2 separate regions of the Mus musculus genome follow, and region 1 is linked to region 2. The links are chromatin contacts, called in public Micro-C maps. All regions are on one chromosome and are shown on one strand. Each heading gives the region's core, a stretch centred on a gene start, on an enhancer-like site or on the middle of the called end of the contact. The rest is flanking DNA. Distances are from core to core; before and after follow the strand shown.

Region 1 (4,324 bases), core at 774-3,273, 580 kb before region 2:
CAGGCAAGTGTCTGAGAGAATCGGTGTGGGCAGAAGCCTCAAGGAAGGAACCCTGAGGAGCCAGGAGAGAGGAGACGATCGTTAGGGAGAAGCTGATGGTCAGGGAGAAGCTGATGGTTAGGGAGAAGCTGATGGTTAGGGAGAAGCTGATGGTACTTGGTAAAATAACTAGATAGGACATGTGAAAAGCAGGCTGAACAGGAGCAGGAGCCATCTTGGTGGCTCGTGACTTGGAGTCTTCATGCTCTGAAACTGTGGCAGAATTGTTATTGGTTAGTCTGGGCTACACAGAGACTGTGTCTAAAACAAAACAAAGCACCACCTGAACCAACAGAACCGAAGGTGGAGGTGGGAAGGGTAGGGGTGGTTAGAGTACTGTATATGACTTGTTTCTTCTCAATACAAAAATAACAAACGCAACAATAAAAGCAAACAGAAACAGGAGCACAGCTGGGAGTGGTGGCACATGGCCCTTAATCCCAGCACTCGGAAGGCAGAGGCAGGCAGATCTATGAGTTCCTGACAGCCAGGGCTACACAGAGAAACCCTGTCTTGAAAACAAATGAACAAGCAAAACAAAAACAAACAAAAGAAGCAGGAGCACACTAGGAAGGGTAGCCTCCTCTCATCATTGTTCTCTTTCCTCCTCCCTCCTCCCTTCGCCCCCCTCCTCTCACCCATCTCATAGCCGCAGCATATCTTGCAGCTGCCAGTCACCACCAGGCAGCATCCTCACCATTTTTCCTGGCTGCTCCATCCTGCCCAACGTTCCCTAATGAACACAAAGTCTGTTATGTATTTGAGTGTTAATTGCAGTATCATAGATGTTAACCTAAGCTTGGAAGCCTCACTAGCCAAGGGTGCAGTTAGAGAAATGGTGGTTACATACTAAATGAAACAGTCAAACACAAACAACATGACACAAAGCCTTATGTGAGTGATTTAAGAAAAGAAAGCAAGAAAGAAAGAAAGAAAAGAAAAGAAAAGAAAAGAAAAGAAAAGAAAAGAAAAGAAAAGAAAAGAAAAGAAAAGAAAAAGAAAAATTGTATAAAAGCTCTGCTTGTGATAATTTGCATGACTGGAAACAGGCAGAAAGGATTCGGAGAGAAAATGATGTGTTGGCAGAGGGGAAATGCGTGTTTTCTTTTGTTATTTCCTCTGGTGTTTAACAGTACACCCAAGTCAACTTTTAAAAAGCACCCCTCCCTGGGAAGATAACAACGTCCTCACTCCTGGGCATACCTTGCAGTCCCTTAGGACTTCTGAAAAATACCAATGCCTAGACCCCTAGAGAGCAATAAAATCAGAACTGTGCATGTGTGCGGGGCCGTGGGTGTTAGGGAAAGAGGTGGGTGGGAGAGAACCGGGGTCCCGCCAGAGTTCCAGTGCTCTGGGCAGGCGGACTCGGGAGGACTGGCAGACGCTTTCCACACAGCCCTGGGTGGGCATCTGGCTGTGTAAAGCCACTGACACCACACGGCAGGTGGTGGACAAGGGACAGCCCCAGGTACCAGGTTCTCAGTCTCTAGCATCCCACATTGGATACAGAGGAGGAGTTGAGAACAGAATAGGGGCCCTGGGGCAGCACTCGCCCCAGAGATAAGGGAAGAAGGCAGGGGGAGAAGGGGCTTAAACGAGAGTCCTTGGTCCTGTCAGTGGCTGCAGCTCAGGAAGGCCTTCCGGTGTGAGGTCAGACGTGGCTTGTTAGGAGAAAGCCTACCCCATCATTCAAGCACAGTAGGCATTCATGATCAGAGACAGTTTATGGTTTTAGAGCTTTATTGTAGAAAGACAGGGGAAAAGGAGGGAAGGTAGAAAGAGAGAGGGAGGGGCCAGTCATGGCCATGAGGGGAGAAGGGGAAGAGAGAGAAGAAAGGCTAGAGAGTAAGAGAGGTAAAAGCTTAGAGAGAGAGAGAGAGGTGGGAAGGGAAAGGAAGAAAGAAGGAGAGCTAGAGAGTGAGGAGGGACCAAGCAGCCTCTCTTGTAGTGGGTTGCTATCTTGTTGTTGCTAGGTAACTGTGGGGAGGAGTCTAGCCAGCATGCCAGAAGCTTGAGACATTGTCTATGTGACTGCTAGCCACATGCCTTCTCTTGTGGGGGACTGTGGGGATGGTAACTTTGACAGGAGCCAGGGGTCCAGGAGACATGATCAAACGCCTTCTGTCCCATGTAGGTGGAAATTACCACCCACCGGGTCCCATGGGGTTCAAGACCTAAACTTCAGACCAGGCTGTCTGTGCATAGTCCCTTACCCTTTGCCATTGTTATAGGACATTACTATTTGCATTTTGTCTCGGGGTTTTGCTTTCAAACATCACTCATGTAGCTCAGGCTGGTCCTATATGTGTTATGTAGCCCAGGCTGTCCCAATCTTGCAGTTCTTCTGCCGCTGTCTCCCACGTGCTGGGTTTATAAGCGTACGCCACTGTATCCAGGAGGCAATGCTCTTTGAAAAGCTACAAGGTTGGATGGTATGTAGCAGGGGAGTGTTTGTACCTGCCCACATACCTTAGATCAACCAGCTTGCCATCCTAACCCTAAATTGACAACAGCTATGCACAAAGGCAGGAAACATGCACTCGGAGCTGGAGAGAGATAGCCCATTTGGCATTAAAGAAGTCTTTATGGGTGTGATAAGGTGGACTGAGTGGGAACCAACCGTGACATAAGACAAATGAATAGTGTGAGAGACAGAGTACCTGTCCCTATGTTATCCTTCAGCAGGTAATTTCCAGCTGTCCCAACAAGGCTGGTCCTGTCCTTGTGTATCCCTTCTGAGACATCTTCCCCGACTGTACCCACGCCAAGAAAGACAGCCTTTAGCTCTGTAGCCAGTGCAGCATAGGGCAGCGCTCAGCACATCTGAGATGCTCGGTTGCTCCATGCCTGGCGCGATGGTGCACACCTGCAATCTCAGCACTCGAAAAGTGGAAGCAGGAAGCTGGAGAGTTCAAGACGAGTCTGGCGCATAAGCAAATGAAATATAAAAAGTACTTAATGAGTGATCATTAAATGGATATAAATAAGTGCATAGGTAAATCTGTTCCAAGGAGTGCAAATAAGATCAATTTGCTTAACAAGCACTCGAGGGCTTCCAGGCCAGTTAGCATCATGGTTTGTGAAATCAAGCAGGTTCCGTGTCAAAACAGCTCGGAGTTGACCTGAGAAACCAGCCTTTGTTCACAGAATTGTTTCTGAGGCGAATGAAACTCGTGTGTTTCAAATCACCGGTTTCCAGATGAATGTTTACAGTGCAGTGTAGCCTCCATTTAAGCACAGCCTGTACTTTTCCAAGTGCCCCATGCTGAGTCTTGAGGATTCTTTTTATAACTTCTATGGATCACTTGACTATGCTGACTGGAAAAATGCTCCTTCCAGAAGCTCAGCTTAGAGAAGGCTTTCCTTTTTTCTTTTTTTTTTTTTCAGCAGGTGACATCTGTGAAAGGAGTCTGAACTCTGCTATCCCAGGCCTCTACAAAGTGCAGCAATTATTTTTCCCCTAGTGATTTCATTAGTAGGCGGGGCAGGGACTTAGCATGCTAAAGGAAGAGCTAGTCATCGTGCTTGACACATGCCAGCCATGACCCTAACTCCTGATGGTCTTCCTCTTCTTCATCCAAAACTCAGGCACCACTCAGCAACAAGGTACAAAGGAAGAAGCTGTTGGGCAACCCCGGTCTCCCTCCATCCACAACGGAGACAGCAGCTGTCTTTTCCCAGCCTCCATTAAAATGCAGAATGGGGCTGGAGAGATGGCTCGGCAGTTAGGAGCACTGACTGCTCTTTCAGAGGACCCGGGTTCAATTCCAGTGCCCAACAAGCACCTCACGTGGTCTATAACTCTAGTTCCAAAGGATCAGATGCCCTCTTCTGGCTTCCTTGGACACTGCATACAAGTGATACACAGATAATACATGCAGGCAAAATACACATACATTAAAAAAATAGTAAAATAAAATGTAATTAATTGAATCCTAAAGCAATCTAACTAAAACCTAGAACCCACTAAATTGTGAAATCCTCCAAAGAACCAGTCACGTTTCCGCCTGGGGAAGGGGATACAGTAGAGTTTATGGAACAAGGACAGAATGAGGCATGGGGAGTATAAGGAAAGGATTTACGTGTTATATGTGTGTAAGCAATAGTAGAGAACAAAGTCTGCCTGGAAGAAGCAAAAGGAGTGGAGATATTTTGAGATATATCGAGAGAGAGCGCCATTTCTATCTCCTTTTTGACAAAGCCTGGGCAAAAGGCGGTAGGAAAATATCTCAGTGTGAAAAAGAACACAGGGCCCAGCCTGCTGCTGAGAAATCAAGCAGAGACT
Region 2 (4,818 bases), core at 1,768-4,267:
CACATGTCATCACTACCTATACAATTCGCTTTGTTCTGACAGAGATTCCACCTTGACCCGCTTAGCTGCTTCTTATCACTGTGGCTTTCTCTCACAGTTGCTTCAGCTCAAGCAGCAGCTATAGCTACATGTTTGCTGCTGCCTCTGCCGCTGCTGCCACCCACCACCCACCACCCCCGCTGCAGCAGCTGCCACCACCGCCTCCACTGCTACTGTTAACCATTGATACCATGGCTCTGCCTCTTTTGAAGCAGTTACCACATCCCTTTGCTTTAATGCCTCTGCAGCTGGGCTGGCTGCCTTCGTAGTCCATCAGGGCTGAGTGGATGTCTCGCTTCCATGACAACCCTTCTGCCATGGCTAAGTTGTGTAGGTTTCCCTGCTGTCCTTTCCAATTATCATCCCCGTGGTCTCTGGTGCCACTGCTTTTCTTCAGGTTACCAGTTCAACCTGCTCTTCTAAAAGTGAGATGACTCTGACTCTTATTGGACTTGCTTTTGAAGTCCAGAGGGGGCAGTACAGGAAGGAATCTCCCAACCGGTCCACCCAGTGAATAAACATCCCAAGAGAGGGACATTGTACCAACCGTGTCTAACATCAATCATACCTTTGACCTTTTGAACCCGTCACAATGGTCGCCATGCTAGGCAACCTCCAAGGGAATGGATGGATCCTCCTCTGGTCTGGGTGTGAGGAAAATAAACATCTTAAGGAATGTTTGCAATAAGAACTTACTATTTCCATTGGTGTTTGGTTTGTTTGCTTGTTTGTTTTTTGGTTTTTCAGGACAAGGTTTCTCTGTATAGCCCTGGCTATCTTGGAACTCACTCTGTAAACCAGGCTGGCCTCGAACTCAGAAATCTGCCTGCCTCTGCATCCCAAGTGCTGGGATTAAAGGCGTGTGCCACCACCGCGCACGGACAGTTCTCTCTTTCTATCATGTGGAGCTGAGGGATCAAACTCAGGTCACCAGTCTTGTTGGCAAGGGCCTTTACCCATCATACTGTGCTGTCTTACCAGTCCTAAGAGCATTCATAATAATGCCGACTTCTTGACCATATCCCAGTGGTGGTGGTGGGAACTGGTTCCTTCATCTTTCTCAATCCTTCAGTATAAAACTCCAGACGTAATTTGTGTTTGGATTAAATGTGCTATGGCTAAGCTTACACCCTGTCACACTTGTGAATGTGTGTGTGTGTGTGTGTGTGTGTGAGTGTGTGTGTATGCATGTGAGTGTGTGTGTGTGTGAGTGTGTGTGTGTGTGAGTGTGTGTTACTGAGGATCAAATGCAGGGCCCCAGGCATGTGGCCACTGAGCCCCTTCCTAGCTTATGAAGGTCATCGACACGTTTACACATTTTATTCTCTGAGACAAACATCTTTTAGGCTTAGACTTCTCAAATCTACTTTTAATAAGGGTACTTAAATGCTTTAACCTCCCTTCTAGCCCACCACCCACCAGAGGTAGTGGAAAGGCAAGGTTAATCGGGCAAAGGAGGATGTGGCCCTGTTTAGAAATAGTTCTTTGGAGCAAATCCAATCTGTGTTGTGAGGATAGCAGCAGCAGCACGATCCGCCCACAAACACCATTCATGAATGAATCAGCAAAGGTAGGTCAACCCAGAGAAACCCCAAGACTGCCAATTGGCCAATTGACTTAAGAGTCCTTGGAGGTCGCAAGAAGCCACTGGAACACCCCCAGAAGTTTTTTGGTGTGTTTCTCTCTATGAAGTCACAATAAACAGTGACCAGCAAAGAGTGGCAAGGCGTACCAGTTCCATCCAGCATCACGCACTGTCCACTGGGCTATATTTCTATCCTCTCTAATGTCACATGTTCTCTCAAGCATCCGCTCCAGCAAAACATCACAAGCCCTTTTTCCAGGCTGCCTCCAGAAAAACACCACGTGACTGTTCTCAATAAAACACCCTCTCACGTGTCTGCTTTAGCGAAATCCTCCTCCTCCTAAGACAGTGTCCAGAAAAACATCACATGACACAATGGAATCTCCAAAGAAACCAGAAACATCTTCTGTTTGTCACTGACAATTCTCTCCTGAAAGGGAGTCCAAGGGCCTAGAAGGCTTGCCTTGATCACGTGACAGCTTTGAGAGCCACGAAATTCTGAACCTTTTGATTCCATGCAGTGAATGAATCCTATCGTGATTTGATGCAAGCGGTGCTTTTCAATCTTCTTAGAGATTATTTGTATCCTATAGCATCCTTGTAAGTGCGTGGCCAAGACCAATGGATGCTGTGTGAACCAGAAAGTGATGTCTCTGACTTGCGTTTCCTTTATTTTCAGGCTGATTATATGTTTCTGAGGATTTTAGAGAAAAGCATTAGTGTAGGTGTTTGTGATGAGACTCACAGCTTCATAATGACAGTCTGATGCGCTGTTTTCCCTGAATGCGACCATGATCTAGGCTGAGTTGCAGGCTGGTGACCCCGTGGCACGGTAGCTTTTATGTGAGGTCACTGGGAAGACAATGAATCTAAAACATTATCAAATGGGGCCAGGACCGTGTAGCCTATAGAGCAGTGGTTCTCAATCTGTGGGTCGTGACTCCTTTGGCAAAGCTCCATCTCTAAAACCATTTACATTACAGTCTACAACAGTAGCAAGTTACAAATATGAAGTATCAACAACAACAACAACAAAAAATCTATGGCTGGGGTGGGGGGAATCCCTGTATAAAGGGTAGTCGCAGCATTAGGAAGGCGAGAAGCACTGTTCTAGAGTGTAGTAGCCCTAGTAAGAAAACCATGGAAATGACTTACTTGGCTCTCCTCCTAGCATTCATCCTCCTACCATGAATAAAGTTTCCTGAGACTGCAGGGTGGAAAGGAACTTGTGGCTCTCTGTTGAACACTGGCTTACAACAAGTTTATAGGACGTCAAGACAGTGTGGACTGGCTGTTATGACTGTTATGTCTGGCTCAGTTGGTCGATTCTTTCTACCATGTGGTATCTAACTCTGGCCGCCAGGGTAAGCAGCAGGCGGGCACCTTTACCTGGTGAAACAGCCTTCTTTGTCTTCACTCTTTTGTGGGGTGCATTTCAGAACAGGGCCCTTCTTAGCGTTCTCTAGCGCTTCCTACAGCTTTACCACTGATAATAAATACGGAAACCACGGACGTTCCTTTCCTTGACTGTGTCACTGCGGTCACACAGTCAAGAATTTCTTCAGACCCTTAAAAGCATTTTTTTTTTCCTTAAAGGTAATACTGGATTTCTGAAAGCAAACAGACTGCAGTGCTGGGGGAATGCGGCTCAGGCTCCCAGAAGCACTTATGTTTGAGAAGCCTGCCACCTGCTGGACACGTGAGGAAGTAGCATGGCGGAGAACAAAGTTCTCCAAATGCTCCTTGTTGAAAATCTAAGGCAAGCAATGCCTCAACTGTCACCCCAGCTTTGGGGAGCAAAATGAATAAGTAAGACTTTGTGAAACGATTTCCATGGCAGTCTCGTATATTTCTAATATAGACAGATTTTGTTAACTTAAAAATTCGTGTGTGGGGGTGGGGAGTCTCGAAGTGTCGCTCAGTTGTTAGGGTGTTTGCCCAGTATGCACGGAGCCCTGGGTTTGAACCCCAGTACTGCATAAACCTACACGGTAGAACATACCTTCAATTTCAGTACTCGTGAGGTCGATGCATGAAGAGTAGAAGTTCAAATGGAGTGGGGGCAGGGGATCGAAAGTTCAAAGACGTTCTTGGATCCTTGGTTACATAAGGTCTACTAAGGCCAGCCTGGGACATGTGACACCTAGACTCAAAAACAAAACAAAACAAAACAAAACAAAACAAAACAAAACAAAACAACAAAACACCAAAGCAAAAAGCTTTAAGGACCCGAAGAGACACTGGCAAAAGCAATAATAATGATAAATACAGTGTGCAGTGTCCTGCTGTGTGCAGAACTCTTGATCTCTACTTTTTTGCAACACTCAGTACCACCCCAGGCATATTTTGTGCACCAGAACCTTCATGCTACAGAGTGCATCAAAGGAGGGGAGGGCTCTGCGACCCTCTCCTCACCCTCCAATCACTCTCAGCCCTGGAGTCACAGAGATAGGTATCATCATGGATACCTTTATCCCCACCAACTGCACGGCTGATAAGACGAGAGATAGTAGCCAAGTAGTGGTATCTGGAGTGGATTAATTCTGGAAAATTTGAAACTGACTTGAAAGACATAGGGACACACTAGTGACTTGACTGTCGGTTATTTGGTTCAGGAGACCGGGTGGAGCTTGGGATAAGGACAAAAAGAACACTCTGAATTTCATTAAAGCCAGAAACTTACAGCCTCGGGATGTGGAGAGCAAGTACCTCTCCTACGTTTGACACATATGAGTCATTTGAAATCAGTTTCTGTCTGAATTAGCTAGGTGCCTGGCACTGGACCAACAGAGTTTCCATGGAAAGGATGACAAAAGTTTTGCTGAGGTCATTTTTGATACACGATTGACCTGCTGATTGTGTCCCGTATTGTGTTCGGCTCTGGAGAGACAATTATAAAATAGGTCTCTGCTCCTCACGGTGTCTCCGTATGGAGTGAGACACTCGCGGTTAATATGTGAGATAACTTTAGAGAGTCGTGGAGCAAGAGGCCGTTCCCGTATGGGAACATTAGAGTCACTTCTAGACATTTCACACAAGGAGAGTGGGTTAAATCCATACTATGGGGAAGAGAGGGGATGGGACGGGGAGTACAGGAAACCAGATGTCCCTCTAGGTGCTGGAGACAGCGTCAGATCTACTCTCCCCAATGCTGTTCTTCAATGATGTCTGTGTGGACCATTTATCTTTATTCA

Evidence for each region. A called contact is a pair of places that touch in the nucleus more often than the background predicts.
Region 1: a Micro-C map of the G1E-ER4 cell line shows a contact between it and region 2, with 4 times the contacts expected there. The contact joins two enhancer-like sites. A contact is called at or near these places in 2 of 484 Hi-C or Micro-C datasets (both in the G1E-ER4 cell line).

The regions. Positions count from the first base shown.
Region 1 is chr13:95,965,935-95,970,258 of GRCm38.p6, reverse strand. The region is part of intron 12 of Sv2c (synaptic vesicle glycoprotein 2c); the gene reads left to right. Among named protein-coding and RNA genes, the nearest start is that of Gm24032, 71 kb to the right of the region's middle. Within about 2 kb of position 2,023, at least 15 of the 459 cell types and tissues checked have an H3K27ac peak or open chromatin away from gene starts, as enhancers often do. A contact at or near this core is called in the G1E-ER4 cell line, where this site is marked.
Region 2 is chr13:95,388,855-95,393,672 of GRCm38.p6, reverse strand. No RefSeq gene overlaps it. Among named protein-coding and RNA genes, the nearest start is that of Aggf1, 16 kb to the right of the region's middle. Within about 2 kb of position 3,017, at least 21 of the 459 cell types and tissues checked have an H3K27ac peak or open chromatin away from gene starts, as enhancers often do. A contact at or near this core is called in the G1E-ER4 cell line, where this site is marked.